2 separate regions of the Macaca mulatta genome follow, and region 2 is linked to region 1. A link is a contact called in public Hi-C data. All regions are on one chromosome and are shown on one strand. The core of a region is the stretch at or near the end of the contact, and the rest is flanking DNA. Distances in the headings are between cores, read along the strand shown.

Region 1 (7,260 bases), core at 1,917-4,416:
GTCTACTGAAGATATATACATGAAGATCTTTTTTTGTGACAGTCTTGCTCTGTCTCCCAGGTGGGAGTGCTGTGGTGCAATCTCAGTTAACTGCAACCTCCACCACCCAGGCTCAAGCAATTCTTGTGTCTCAACCTCCTTAGTAGCTGAAATTTAAGGCATGTGCCACCATGCCTAGCTAATTTTTTGTATTTTTAGTAGAGACAAGGTTTCACCATGTTGGCCAGGCTGGTCTTGAACTCCTGGCCTCAAGTTGATCTGCCCTTGGCCTCCCGAAGTGCTAAAGATCAATTTTGATAAGGTCATCGACAACTTTGTAAAAGTTAAGACTCAAAACAGAATTTGTAATGTTATTTTTCATCCCTGTGATCAAACAATATAAGATACGTCTTTCCTTTTTTAAAAACAAAAAGTTGGCTGGGCTCATTGGCTCACACCTGTAATCCCAGCACTTTGGGAGGCCGAGGCGAGTGGATCACTTGAAGTCAGGAGTTTGAAACTAGCCTGGACAACATGCTGAAACCCTATCTCTACTAAAAATACAAAAATTAGCCGGGCGTGGGATTACAGATGCTTTAATCCCAGCTACTTGGGAGGCTGAGGCAGGAGAATCACTTGAACCTGGGAGGCAGAGGTTGCAGTGAGCCGAGATCATGCCACTGCACTCCAGCCTGGGCAACAAAGCCAAACTCCATCTCAAAAAAAATCCCCAAAAGTATGTTAATATATTTGAAATTATTAACCCATTGCTTTTCCCTTTCTTTACTGTGTGTGCATATGTGTATATACACACAGTAATTTTGTGTGTGTGTGTATATATATATACTGTGTATACATATATACTCTATATACACACTGTGTATATACTGTGTATACATATATACTGTATGACTGTATATATATACACACACGGTGTATACTTTATATATATGTATATCTGTGTATACATATATACAGATGTACAGATATATATGTATACATATACATATATATGTAGTGTATCTGTGTATATGCTATATAGTATAGTATGTAGCATATTTGTGTCTATGACCTCAGGCCATCCACATGCCTCGGCCTCCCAAAGTGCTGGGATTACAGGGGTGAGCCACTGTGCCTGGCCTTTTAAAATTATTTTTAGTAGAGACAAGGCTGGCCTCTTCTCTTCTATTACATTCTCTATGGCTCCACAGGCGGTCTCAGTAGGATAATATTCCAGTTGCTCAGAGTGGTGACCTGTTCTGTAGCACACCCTTGGATTGGCTTTTCTTCTTTCCAGTTTCACTTTTTCCATTCTTCTCTTTCTGTTCCTTGTGATTGATTTTCACTATAAACTACCTACATCCTGTTCTTGTCTCAGGCTCTACTTACTGGAGGAGCCAAGCCTAAGACAGATTCCTGTGTAAAATGTGATGGAATGAATTAGTAAACTTGACAAGGACCTGGCAAGCCTGGGTTCCAAATCAACTCTGTTACCTGATTTGTAAAAGTCACTTTATCTACTGAAGAGGTGGGCATTTTCATCATTATTTTCAGGTGGTACTATGGGAAAGGATCTTCAAACCGTTTGATAACTGGAAAAAAAAAGCAAGAAAAATGTTTGTCACGCGCATAAAAAGAGCATGTGTGTGTGTGTGTGTACATGTTAATAAAGGCATAGAAAATGGTGGACCATCACGGTTTACTACATATTTTTGTATAGCTTGGATTGTTTACAAGAAGAATGCATATTAGTTAGCTTTATTTAGACCTCTGGGGAAAAAGAGAAGACTGCATCTTGTGTAATTAAAAAAAGAAATAAATAACGTCCACCTCCAAGGCAGTTGAATGATGCTTGTTAAAGTGCAGAGCAGAAGCCACCAACCAAGGTAAGAAAGCCGAGCTGTGCTCCCGTATGTGCGCTAGGAGGCAGCGGAGCTAAGACCGAGGCCAGGCGGCGCAAGAAACCGCGAACCGAGGAAGGGCGGCTGGGTCTTTGTGGTCGCCAGGGGGCAGAAGTGCAGGGCAACCTAACTGCAACTACCCGCTGTTGCCCAGGCTCCAACTCCAGGCCGAACATTTCAGAAGTCATAAGTTCCATCTCTCTGCCGCAGCCGAGACAGATTGGAGGGTTTTCAGAGTCAAGGGGATGCTCCCCGCCCCCCGCCTCAGAGAAGCTTGGCACTCTGAGCAATCTCAACCACTCTCCCCTCTACGCCTTCCTTCCCTACCCCCAACACCCATGGAGGGGAAATTGAGTCACTGGGAGGAGAGGCCAGAGTCATCAGGGGAACCAGGGCCGACGCCAGCCCTCAGGGCCTTCCAGATGCTAGGAGGAGGAGGGTTCTCCAGGAAAACAAAGGGGGGTGAGAGGGGAAGGCGGTTGACTGGGCAGGAGCTGAGCCAGACACATGGAGAAACGCTGCCCAGGATCAAAGGAAATATGACATTTGAAAAGAATGTGCGCGTCTGCATGTGCTGTGCGGGCAGTGAGGGGGCCCGGGGAGGGGCAGAGTCTGGGGGAACAGGGGCTGGGTCTCGGGCTCTCTATCCCTGCCTTTCTCGCCTCAGCTTCCCACCTCCCTTGTCCTCTTAGGTACAGGCTGGTTGATGGGTCGAGGTGTTCCTTGTCCTCCCTCCCCGTGTGTTTCTCCTTCCTTTATTTCCGAGATGAAGCTGGAAGGGAAGTGTAACCTGAGGAGACCAACCAAAGGAAAAAAAAAAAAAAAAAGAAGAAAATCAAACCAGGCCGCCTCCCGCTCGGCCTCGGAACATTCTTCTCTCCCCGCCGGCCTGGCCTCTTCTCCCCGCCCCTCCTGTGTTGCGGCCCTGGGCTCGGAGCCGGGGCAGCTCCGCACGTCACTGGGGTCCCCGGGGGTTGGGGGGGTCCCCTGGGCGGGCCCGAGGGAGGACCGAGGGGAGGAAGGGAAGCCGCCTCGGCTGCAGCAGAGCTCCGGCCCGTCGGGCGAGCCCTCCCTTCTTTCCCCAGTCCCGTAGAGCCTGTTTCTCATTAGAGTAACGGGCGCGGTCCCCGCCCGGCTTCTGAGTGTTTGTAAACGTCTGACCCGGGGCCGTAGCTTAACCGTTTTGTTGCTGGGATGGGGCGGGGTTGGGGGTGCGGCCCTGAACCGGAGGGATTTAGAGACTGGAGACGCTGCGGCCTCTCAGGTTTGAAACTGTGTGGGAGAAAATGATAACCACCCTCCCATCCCTCCTACCCACCAGCCTTGCCAGTATCTCCCACCGAGTCACGAATCTCCTAACTCCCTCTCACACAACCCAGGCCTCTCCAAGCCTGACTTTCCCGGAAACTCCAGTCCGGGTCTTCCTTCCTCCTCCAGCCCAGGTGACAGGTGTCCAGCCCCGGGCGGGGGCAGCGGGGGAGGGGGAGCCCACAGGGTCCCGAGGTTTCAGGCCCCTAGTAAACCTGGCAAGGATTTTTAGAAGAGCCGGAGTGGGATGCTATCGGGTCACAGATTCATTCCAAACTACAGTTCTAGGGAGGAGGGAACCAACTTCCCGTGGAGGCCAATTCATGGCCCCTCTGGGTGGCTGGGACAAGGGCAGTGGCAAAGCCTGGCCTGGATCTACGCCCATCAAGGGCTGTGGGCCTAGGGACAGTTCTCAAAGACTCTTTGGCTGGGACTGCTCCCAGAGGCATCCAGGCTGGCTAAGGGTTCTTCATCTTTGGGGGTCGTTGAGGAATGGCTAATGGAGGCACTGATTCGGCAGGGCAAAAGACTTCCAGAAGGCCCGGGCAAAGTAGCCCCAGGCAAGGGACCTGGAAGAATAGCCTTTTCCTCTTCCGAGCAGCTCGGTGCCACTCTGCCCCAGGACCCTCCTGGCGCCAGGCTTGGAGGGAAAGGGGAGGATAAGTGGTTCCGCCTTGCTAGGTGCTATCTACACAGTCTTCAGAACTTAAAAAAGGGTCTTCCGTGGGCTCTCTACCCTGGGGGCCCAGGATGTGGCCCCTTTAAAGCTCTCGGACCCAGAACCTTGAACTGAGACTATGGGAGGTGGGGGCTGGGCTCCCTGAGGGAAATGATTGTCACAACGGCGGACCAATAGGCAACATTAGTATCACTCTTGAAGGACCGTTTTCCAATTCAGTTTTTTTTTTTTTTTTTTTTTTGAGGGGGAGGGACTGAAGAGAAGACAGAGGGAGGGAGGGTGGGGGAGGACGAGGGGCGCGTGGTTTTCCCATCTCATCCCTGGAGGAGGGGCTGGAGCATCCCCGGCAGCCAATCAGGGACAGGCTGGGGGGGGCCGCTTTGAAGAAGTTTGGGGGAAAAAAGTTTGGAAAAGTTTCTATAATAACGAGGGGGCTTCTGGAGGGAGGCGGCAGCGACGGAGGAGGGGGCTTCTCAGAGAAAGGGAGGGAGGGAGCCACCCGGGTGAAGATACAGCAGCCTCCTGAGCTCCCCCCTCCCACCCAGGCCGGGACCTGGGGGCTCCTGCCGGATCCATGGGGGCGGCCAGCTGCGAGGATGAGGAGCTGGAATTTAAGCTGGTGTTCGGGGAGGAAAAGGAGGCCCCCCCGCTGGGCGCGGGGGGATTGGGGGAAGGTTAGTCCGGGGCTGGGAAGGGGTCTTGGGGTCAGTGAGAGGAGGGCCGGGGATCCTGAGTCTGGGGAATTTAAGGCAGCGAGCCTAGGGTGGGGGGTGAGGGAGTCAGAGGTCGAAGGGAGTCGGGGGAGCTTGTTGGCCTGCGGAAGTGAGGCTGGGGGCCCGGGCACCACTTTCTCCTTTTTAGGTCGTGACTGGGGTGGGGGTGGGGGTGCTATTGGCTGTGCGCCGCCTCCCGGCTGGGCCGCCTGTCACTGAACTGGGGGGCGGGCGGGAACGGCGGCCCCAAGAGCACCAGGCGCCGCCAGGGAAAGGGGAGGTTCGGCGCTGGAGCTGGCGGCTGGCAGCCCGAGCCCTGGCCCGGCCGACTGGACGCCCGGGGCTGGGGGCGCTGTCAGGCCTCGCCGGGGCGCCCCTCCCCCTCCCCCGTCTGGCCGCAATGAGAGGCAGATGGCGGGGACCGAGCCGGGGGCGGCGGCTGCCGCTCGCACGAATCCGCGCTGCCCGCTGCCCCCCTTCCCCCGGCTGGGCCCGGCACGCATCACCCCCTCGGCTGCACCTCCGCCCCCGATGGCGGGGAGAGAAGGAGGAGCCACCTCCCCTCGTCACCACAGCCCTGACGCCCCCCTCCCCTCTGGCCACGGTTGCGATGGCAACTGGGGCTCCTGCCAGCGCCGTTTGGGGGTTTGGGAACCGCTGCTAATTGGGTTCATGTGTGAGTCGCCCCCAGTCCAGCCCAGTGCCTCAAGAAACACGCCTCCAGGCCCAGCCCCAGCTCCAGCCCCTCTGGACCCACCTCTCTCACCTTAAGACCCACCAGATCGGGTACCCTCGGTCCCAGGATCCAGGGGCCAGTGGGCAAAGTCCTGGCATGCCTGCTTCAATCTCCTCCATCTTCCCAGGTCCAACTCTGCTTTTGTCTTGTGGCTCAGAAGGTCTCCTTGCTGAGGGGCAGGGAGCATAGGAGGACTTGGGGCCTGGGGGCCTGGCCACTTAAGGAACCTAGCCATCTCACCTGCTTCTCTCTTTCCCCCTCTCCCTCTGCTCCTCTTCCCATTTTGACAGAACTGGACTCAGAGGATGCCCCGCCATGCTGCCGTCTGGCCTTGGGAGAGCCCCCTCCCTATGGCGCTGCACCTATCGGTATTCCCCGACCTCCACCCCCTCGACCTGGCATGCATTCGCCACCGCCGCGCCCAGCCCCCTCACCTGGTACCTGGGAGAGCCAGCCCGCCCGGTCGGTGAGGCTGGGAGGACCAGGAGGGGGTGCTGGGGGTGCTGGGGGTGGCCGTGTTCTCGAGTGTCCCAGCATCCGCATCACCTCCATCTCTCCCACGCCGGAGCCGCCGGCGGCGCTGGAGGACAACCCTGATACCTGGGGGGACGGCTCTCCTAGAGATTACCCCCCACCAGAAGGCTTTGGGGGCTACCGAGAGGCAGGGGGCCAGGGTGGGGGGGCCTTCTTCAGCCCAAGCCCTGGCAGCAGCAGCCTGTCCTCGTGGAGCTTCTTCTCCGATGCCTCTGACGAGGCAGCCCTGTATGCAGCCTGCGACGAGGTGGAGTCTGAGCTAAATGAGGCGGCCTCCCGCTTTGGCCTGGGCTCCCCGCTGCCCTCGCCCAGGGCCTCCCCTCGGCCATGGACCCCCGAAGATCCCTGGAGCCTGTATGGTCCAAGCCCCGGAGGCCGAGGGCCAGAGGATAACTGGCTACTCCTCAGTGCTCCTGGGCCCACCCCAGCCTCCCCCCGACCTGCCTCTCCATGTGGCAAGCGGCGCTATTCCAGCTCGGGAACCCCATCTTCAGCCTCTCCAGCTCTGTCCCGCCGTGGCAGCCTGGGGGAAGAGGGGTCTGAGCCACCTCCACCACCCCCATTGCCTCTGGCCCGGGATCCTGGCTCCCCTGGTCCCTTTGACTATGTGGGGGCCCCACCAGCTGAGAGCATCCCTCAGAAGACACGGCGGACTTCCAGCGAGCAGGCGGTGGCTCTGCCTCGGTCTGAGGAGCCTGCCCCATGCAATGGGAAGCTGCCCTTGGGAGCAGAGGAGTCTGTGGCTCCTCCAGGAGGTCCCCGGAAGGAGGTGGCTGGCATGGACTACCTGGCAGTGCCCTCCCCACTCGCTTGGTCCAAGGCCCGGATTGGGGGACACAGCCCTATCTTCAGGTGAGGGTTGCGCCTGGCACCACCGCTCTCTCCAGCCATTCCACTAGGGGAGCAGGAGGGTCAAGGGAGGGATTTTAAGACATTAGTTTCATGCCCCCTGAATTTCAAAAGAGAATCTGCAACCAGCTTAGCAGCTGCCAACTACCTGGTTTTAAAGAGAATTAGAAAAAAAGTGCACCTCTTGATGATTTACAAAAGGGCAACAGTTCCTTGTGGGCCAATTAGAAAAAGCCCCTCTACCCTCCCACCCCCAGCTATTGTAGGAGGATCAACTAGGTTAAGGAGGTGTTCCTGTAGCCTATAGAGTGCTCCCAAGACCCAGCTCTGCACTGGCATGTGGCTGAGTGTGGAACTTGGCCTGGATTTCAGCCTTCCACTCTGGCCCTTTCAATAGGTGCCAGACCTAAGCAGATTTCCACTCTGTTGCAGGAAATTCCCTTTCTCCATTCCTCAATTTCTAGAGCCTGACCTAGCGGCTTAAAAGTATAGCTGCTAACTTGAATAAAATAGCAGATATTTGCAAGTCAAATAATTCATATTAAAACTTGCAGTTCTATT
Region 2 (7,260 bases), core at 1,198-3,697, 63 kb after region 1:
CTAGTCTCAGGTGGGGAGGTAAGGGCCAGAGTCTATCTGGGATCTGGCATAGAAGGACAGCCAGGATTGCTGTCTGCTGGCTGCTCTGCTATACATGCAGAATGTGTACCATGTTCAGACTAGACAATACACCCTCCTTCCTTCCTCACCAGCTACAGACTCCAGGCCCTTCCCACACTTCTGCCTGTGGCTGAGCTTTCCACCCTAGCCCATGCGGTGCTGGTTCAGCTTCTGACGGTGCTGGCTGAGATCTGTGATGCTGGCATTCCTCACAGGAAGAAGCCTGCAGGGTATGCTGAGGCTTGTCCATCTGGGCTCCTGTGGGGGCCTGTGAGGCTCACCTGTGCCACCTGTTCCTGAACAGCATTGAGCAGGAAGCTGGGGTGGGGGAACAGGAGGAGCAGAGGCTGCAAAGTAGTGCAGATCTTCCTTCTTGCCAAACCTTGCCCTGATTCTAGGGCTGCAGGCAGGAACAGATGCAGCAGGTGGCTGGGAGGGGAACTGGTGGTGGGTGGGTGGAAAGACCAGGTCTGGAGATGCCACAGCTCTACTCTTTTCTTAAACTTGGGTGTTTGGCACAGGGTCCCATGCAAGGAGGTGGGATATGGGCAGCCAGAGGGGGGTCTCTCTCCTGCCTCTGCTGTTTCTGGGGCAAGGAGGGCAGAAGAAAGTCGTCAGGGGCTGGATTCTTGTGCTTGAAAGGCTTGGGTCCTCAGAGAGGGAAGATGAGGAAGCCAGAGAAACTTGAGTATTTCCAGCCACCCAGTAGATTTCCCCGACGCAGGCGCAGAGACACTCGGTCCCCGGGGTCCAAGGGCAGTAGCACAGAGCTGGTGGCTGCCTCCCGGGTCACATCAGGGTCATTGGCAAAGGCTGAGATGACAGGCCACGTGTTCAGCATCAGGCTCACCTGGGGAGGGGAGCCCAGTTAGCCTCCATTCCCCAGTCCTTAGCTCAGGACCCCCACTTTCCCAGGGGCTTCCTCTTGGGAAGCTGGGTCTTAATGGGCTCTCCTGGGAGGGCTGAGGAGTGGCCAGCATTGGACTCTGCACATCCTCCACACTCAATGCAAGGTAGGCCCATTCCTCCCCTGGTCCTGGCTTCCAGGACACAGGTCAGTGGAGGGTCCACCTGGAGGTCAGCTGGGCTCCACTTCTTCCCCCTCCCTCCCCTCCTGAGCCAGGGATGGGGACCAGTGCTGAGGTCACCTGGACAGTTTGGCGGTTGTACACTTTCACCACATGGAACCGGAAGCTGTAGACACCCCGGACAGGGGCTACGAAGGAGCCGGAGGCCCGGTCAAAGCCACCGCCCTCATTCACCAGGACCTGGGGGAAGCAGAGCCTGCTGAGTGGGGCTCAGGAAATGCCCATGGCTCAGGGGTACCATGGGGACTGGGCAGGGGCAGTGAGTAATGAATAGAAGGAGTGGCAAGTAGGAGTTAATAGGCATGAACAGATTCAAAAGAAATGGTGAGAAGGGGCAAGGAGGGGCTGCGTATGGGTGGAGGGAGGGGAAATCATTGGTCGGGTGGAGCAGCAACAGGCCAGATTAGGGAAAGATGTAGGAAGCTGTTTTCTTAAAGCCTCAGGGACAGCAAAGTGGGCTTGGACAGTTGCTTCCAGGTCCTTGCAGGGTCCTTCCAGGTCCCATGGACAGGGGTAGGGGGATTACCTGGTCGAAGTAGATGGCCCCACTGGTGCCATTGCCGGTTTCCCCTGCTGGCTCATGGTGGTGGCTTCGGACTGCAGCAAATGCCACTCGCCCAGGGGGCGCCTCTCCCAGGGCTGCTCCTCCGGGCCCCCCTGCGGCAGCTCGCCCAGGCTCACAGACCACAAGGCACTCCCCCTCCAGCAGGACGGGCTCTGACCCCTCCTGGGCCCACCCGGCCCCCAGGGCCAGAAGCACCAGAGCCAAGGGAAGCCCGGGACTGTGTAGGGGACCTGGTAGCCAGTGTGGCTTGGCTCCCAACATGGCTGAGGGGCTCTGCAACCCACAAGTGCCCCTGTCTTCTGCTCCTCTTCTGTTTCCGCTCCTCTCCCTGGACTCTCACCGCCAGCACCCTGATCGTCTGCCCTCTCTAGGCTCGCTACACCCCCTCTCCATACCTGTGTCCCGGCTCCGTCCTGCCTCCCACTCTTACTCCTGCTGTCACTGCAGTTCCCTCCTCCTTGGCAGAGCATGCAGTGACAGCAGTTGGGCTTTGGGAGAGAGAGGAGGGATGAAGCCGCCCGCCCGCTGGACGGGAGGGCTGCAGCCAGAGCTTCAGGGCAGCCCTGCTGGACGGGACTGCACTGAAGGCTGGACCTGGGGGGATGGAGAACACGGTATGTGTGTGTGTGAGGGGTGTGAGAGAATGTGTGAGTGTGTGCGTATGCCAGAGGCAGCCCCCTTAACCCCCTCCTCCTATTCCTCCTCTCTTCAAAATCCCCCACAAATCAACAGCCCTTCTTCGTGGCATCTTTCCATTTGTTGGAAGAAAGGGGTACTCCACCCGGGGTACCCCCTCCCTCGCCTCCGCCACGATTGCTTTGGTGGAAAGTGCTTGGGCCTAGAGCACCAGTGGAGCCAGTCACGCTGCCTCTTTGGTTGGCCACATCTTTATTCGCGGGAAACAACTTTCAACGCATGGTTTCACTTTCCGAGAAATAACTGCGCAGAATGCGCGAGGACCCCGAGGGCGGGGAGACAGAGTGGAGAAGCGCGAGGAGCGAGCCCTGGAGCCGCCGAGGGGACTAGGCCGAGCGGGCCCGTCGGGGCAGCTGGGCGCGGCGGCGGGGTTGGGAGGAGGGCGCGCAGCCGGGAGGAGCTGGGCTGACTCCGCCCCAGGCCAGGAAGTGACTCAAGAAACAGTTTGCGTGCGATGTGGACAAGAGAGGTCCCCGTTGGGTGAGGAACCCGGGAAGGACCGCCCAGATTCGGGCCCCCTGCCCTTGTCCCCTGGGCTAGGGGCGCGGGCAAGGCGGGGGCCCGGCGGGCGCTGAGAGGACCCGAGGCCGGCGCGGGCGGCGGAGGCGGTAGGCGCGCCCCTCCCCCGCGCCCGGGAGAGGGGAGAGGGGCCATGGTGCGGAGTAGGCCTGGCCCGGGGTGGCTGTCCCAGTCCGCGGTGGGCGGGCCCGGCCCGGCCCGGCCCCTGGGCCCTGGGCGGTGCTCGTGGCGTGACGGAGAGGGGCAGCGGACGGCTGGGGGAGGGGTGGGAGTGGCTTGAACCTTGGAAATGGCAGACCAGGGCCCCCAGAGGACAGCCTAGTTCAAACCCCTGCTGAGGATTCGTCTTTAAGAAGCTGCAGAGTCCCCCAGGAGACTCCTTCTGGCCTCCAGGCCGAGAGCTGAAGCCCCCCACCCTTCTTGCTCAGGACTGTGGTCTTGGTTTTCCAAAGCCCAGACGCCCACCCTCGGTAGACAGCCTTGTTTACCGGGACTTCCTCTCCGGAAAGGCCTGCATGACATACTCCCTACCTCCAGTGGACTCAGATGCTTGTCACCTACTGGGGCTGTTTACCAGAGCCTTAACTAGGTGCGACCTGTTGATAGCTGGTGTAGTCCCACAAACCAGGATTTGGATTGAGGGTGCAGTGAGGCTCTGAGCTGCCTTCTTCCCTTCCAGGGCTGGGGGCAGCAGCCATGCCTACCTGGGAGGCCCGCCCCGCGTCCCCAGACCGCTTTGCGGTGTCTGCGGAGGCTGAGAACAAGGTTCGGGAACAGCAGCCTCATGTGGAGCGCATCTTCAGCGTGGGGGTGAGTGTCCTTCCGAAGGACTGTCCGGACAACCCCCACATCTGGCTGCAGCTGGAGGGCCCTAAGGAAAACGCCAGCAGAGCCAAGGTGAACTCCTTCTCTCCCCCATCCCTCCAGGCACCAAGGACGCTTTCCCCCGGGGCGGAGGAGAGCAGGGAAGAGGAGGGGCCTGGGGAGGATCTCGACTTCTTGGTTGTCTCACTGGCAACCTCAGTGCCCCTGAGTTTTGAGGGACTTTCCAACTCTGTATTTGTTTTCAGTTTCAGCTTAATTTCTTCTGTGATAGCCCAGGCTCGCAAAAATCATTCTGTGCTCTTTGGTAGAGTAGAGAGATCTGGCTGAACAAGTTGGCCCCACCAAGGAATGCACTGTGAGGTGGGAGGCTGGGCCACATTGCTTCCTTTGGGATTAGGCTGGGGTTCCAGGATGGCTCAGTTTTGTGATAGAAGTCTCAGTTTCCTTATTTCTAAGATGGGAATAACATCATGTGGATACTTCAGACATCCTGGAGCTCAGGAGCGAGCAAGGAGCCAGGAGAGGTGACCCAGGCCAGTTAGGATTCCAGCAGTTTACTTTTCCTGACCTTCCCTTCCTCCCAACCAGGAGTACCTGAAGGGCCTCTGCAGCCCAGAACTGCAGGATGAAATCCATTACCCGCCCAAACTGCACTGCATCTTTCTGGGAGCCCAGGGCTTCTTCCTTGACTGTCTGGCCTGGAGCACATCAGCCCATCTGGTGCCCAGGGCGCCCGGCACACTGATGATCAGTGGCCTGACTGAGGCTTTTGTCATGGCTCAGAGCCGGGTAGAAGAGCTGACAGAGCGGCTGAGCTGGGACTTCACGCCAGGACCATCTTCCGGAGCCTCTCAGTGTACTGGAGTGCTGAGAGACTTCTCTGCCCTGCTGCAGTCGCCGGGGGATGCCCATAGAGAGGCTCTGCTGCAGTTGCCCCTGGCTGTCCAGGAGGAGCTGCTGAGTCTGGTGCAGGAGGCGTCCAGTGGGCAGGGGCCAGGAGCGCTGGCTTCTTGGGAGGGGCGGAGCTCAGGCTTGCTCCGTGCTCAGTGCCAAGAAGAGAGAGCTCTCCCTAGTGACGGCAGGGAGTCCCTGGACACTGGATCTGTGGGACCCAGAGATTCCAGGGGAGCAAGGGGAGACAATTATGCTGTGGAAAAGGAGGGAGGGAAACAGGGTGGTCCCAGGGAGATGGATTTGGGGTGGAAGGAATTGCCTGGGGAAGAGGCCTGGGAGAGAGAAGTGGCCCTCAGGCCACAGTCAGTGGGTGGAGGGTTAAGGGAGTCAGCACCCCTGAAAGGGAAGGCCCTGGGGAAGGAGGAGGTAACTCAAGGAGGAGGAGGGGTCTGTGTCCACCGTGAGCCTCCCGGTGCCCATGGCTCCTGTCACAGGGCAGCTCAGTCCCGAGGAGCCTCCCTCCTCCAGCGGCTCCACAATGGGAATGCCTCTCCTCCAAGGGTGCCCAGCCCTCCGCCTGCACCAGAACCCCCATGGCACTGTGGAGACCGGGGTGACTGGGGAGACCGGGGAGATGGTGGGGACAGGGGAGACAAGCAGCAGGGCATGGCACGGGGTCGGGGGCCTCAATGGAAACGAGGTGCCCGAGGGGGCAACTTGGTGACTGGCACACAGCGTTTCAAGGAGGCCCTGCAGGATCCTTTCACACTGTGCCTTGCCAATGTGCCTGGCCAGCCAGACCTCCGCCATATTGTCATTGACGGCAGCAACGTGGCCATGGTGTGAGTACCTGGTGGGGCTGAGGGCCTAGGGGAGGGAGGATATGTCCTGAGGGGCTGGCATTGTAGCCAGGGTGCCAAGCCCCTCCTCTGGCCGACCCCCTCCCACTGCAGGCATGGCCTTCAGCACTACTTCTCCAGCCGGGGCATTGCCATTGCTGTGCAGTACTTCTGGGACCGTGGCCACCGTGACATAACTGTCTTTGTGCCTCAGTGGCGCTTCAGTAAGGATTCCAAAGTCAGAGGTGAGTTGGGCCTGGTCTTCAGTGTCCCAGGGTAGGCTCTGTTTCCACCTTGAGGAGAACCCTATTATGTTCTTTTTTAATAGAGAGTCACTTCCTGCAAAAGCTGTATTCCCTCAGCCTGCTCTCCCTCACACCCTCACGAGTCATGGATGGCAAGAGGATCTCCTCCTATGATGACAGGTACTTGCTCCTCTCCTGGCCCCAGGCTTGATATTCAAGGAGCCGTGTGGAAGATTGAGGGAGAGAGAAAAGCTCCTGGTGGTTTACACTGTTTCCAAGCCTTGGTGGTGGGTAAGGGCCAGTTACTCCTCTGTGTGCCTTATGATCGGGTAGGTAAACCTGCCTTGCAGGTGTGATGAGACGAACTGTAGACAACCATGTTTGCCTATTCATCATTCATCAAACAAAATGATACCTCATATTTGTATAGTGCCTTACTGTCTAGAAAATACTGGTTTAGTGGAAAGGTGGGAAAGCTGGTTACATAAATAGCTGACACGATGTCTTCTTATAACCTGAATTTCCAAACATGCAGAGAAACTTCCCTAACATTCTGGAAAAACCAGAGTAAAGATCAAAATAACAAGTAAAATGAAGAAACAACCCACGAATAATAGGACTGTACAAAACATGGTATAATAGAAAGATCACTGGATTTAGAATTGGAAGATCTGAATTTGAGCGTCATGTAGCACTACTCATTGACTTTGACTGTGCAGCTTTTCTTAGTGAATTAACCTCTTTGTCTCAGGGTCCTCCTCCATTCATTTACCCTCCTTGTGAATATACGAAAAAGATGAGGTATGTGCTTGCCTTGCTCAAGGTGCTGGGCAAGAGTACAGTGACATTCCTTTGTAACTTTGCACAGACCTACTCCAGTGTAGCAGTGGGTATATCTCCAATCTACAGTTGTGGAGACAGAGCGTCAGAATGGTTACCTGTCTTAGCAAAGGGAAATTAGACCTCAAAGCTGCCAGATGGTTTTAATGAAAATACAAGGCACACTTCTACCATAGTCTGCATAGGTGGTGTGAGAAATGAGCAGATTTTAGAGAGCCAAGTTAAAAAATTTACAAGTTCTTTATTCTCTAGGGCATTATTCAGTTTTTAAAAATTAGTTTCCAAACCATAGTGATATATACTTTGTCTTTTCAAACACTTACCTTCTATTCCTTAACAAGTAAATGGTATTCTACCCAAAAGCAGTTTACTTTCTCCCAATGTTATTCTATTTATGTCTAGATTTCACAGATTACCCAAGATATGGAACCTTCTTTCCACACCTGCATTGAAACAGAATTGAAACTGAAGATTGAGTTCGTTTTAATGAATGTTAAAGGCATGTGTCTGCCCAGTTGTGTGGGACCTGGTTGGCAGATAACATAATATAAATTGGGAATTTGCCCAATAACAGTGAATAAACACAGTGGTGCACAGCATAGGCATACTGAATGAATGTTGCTGAACAACATACTGTGTAATGCGATCATAGTAAAATATGCTTAACTGGAAAATACCGTTTGCATACC

What was found. Hi-C and Micro-C count contacts between places; a contact is called where the count stands out from the background.
Region 2: a contact with region 1 is called in a Hi-C map of cortical neurons, with 4 times the contacts expected there. The contact joins the promoter of CBLN3 here to the promoter of NFATC4 in region 1. A contact is called at or near these places in 7 of 14 Hi-C or Micro-C datasets (CD4 T cells, cortical neurons, fetal cortex germinal zone and 4 more).

The regions. Positions count from the first base shown.
Region 1 is chr7:97,486,171-97,493,430 of T2T-MMU8v2.0, forward strand. NFATC4 (nuclear factor of activated T cells 4) reads left to right here and starts at 3,167. Exons shown (of 12, transcript XM_028851459.2): 1 at 3,167-3,233; 2 at 3,236-3,322; 3 at 4,413-4,541; 4 at 5,607-6,702. The coding sequence starts at 3,167.
Region 2 is chr7:97,549,554-97,556,813 of T2T-MMU8v2.0, forward strand. It overlaps CBLN3 (cerebellin 3 precursor), which reads right to left and starts at 2,448. Exons shown (of 3, transcript NM_001194630.1): 1 at 1,675-2,448; 2 at 1,209-1,328; 3 at 1-910. The coding sequence starts at 1,974. The coding sequence ends at 713. KHNYN (KH and NYN domain containing) reads left to right here and starts at 2,206. Exons shown (of 8, transcript XM_028851462.2): 1 at 2,206-2,327; 2 at 3,608-3,825; 3 at 4,342-5,489; 4 at 5,601-5,731; 5 at 5,815-5,911. The coding sequence starts at 2,222.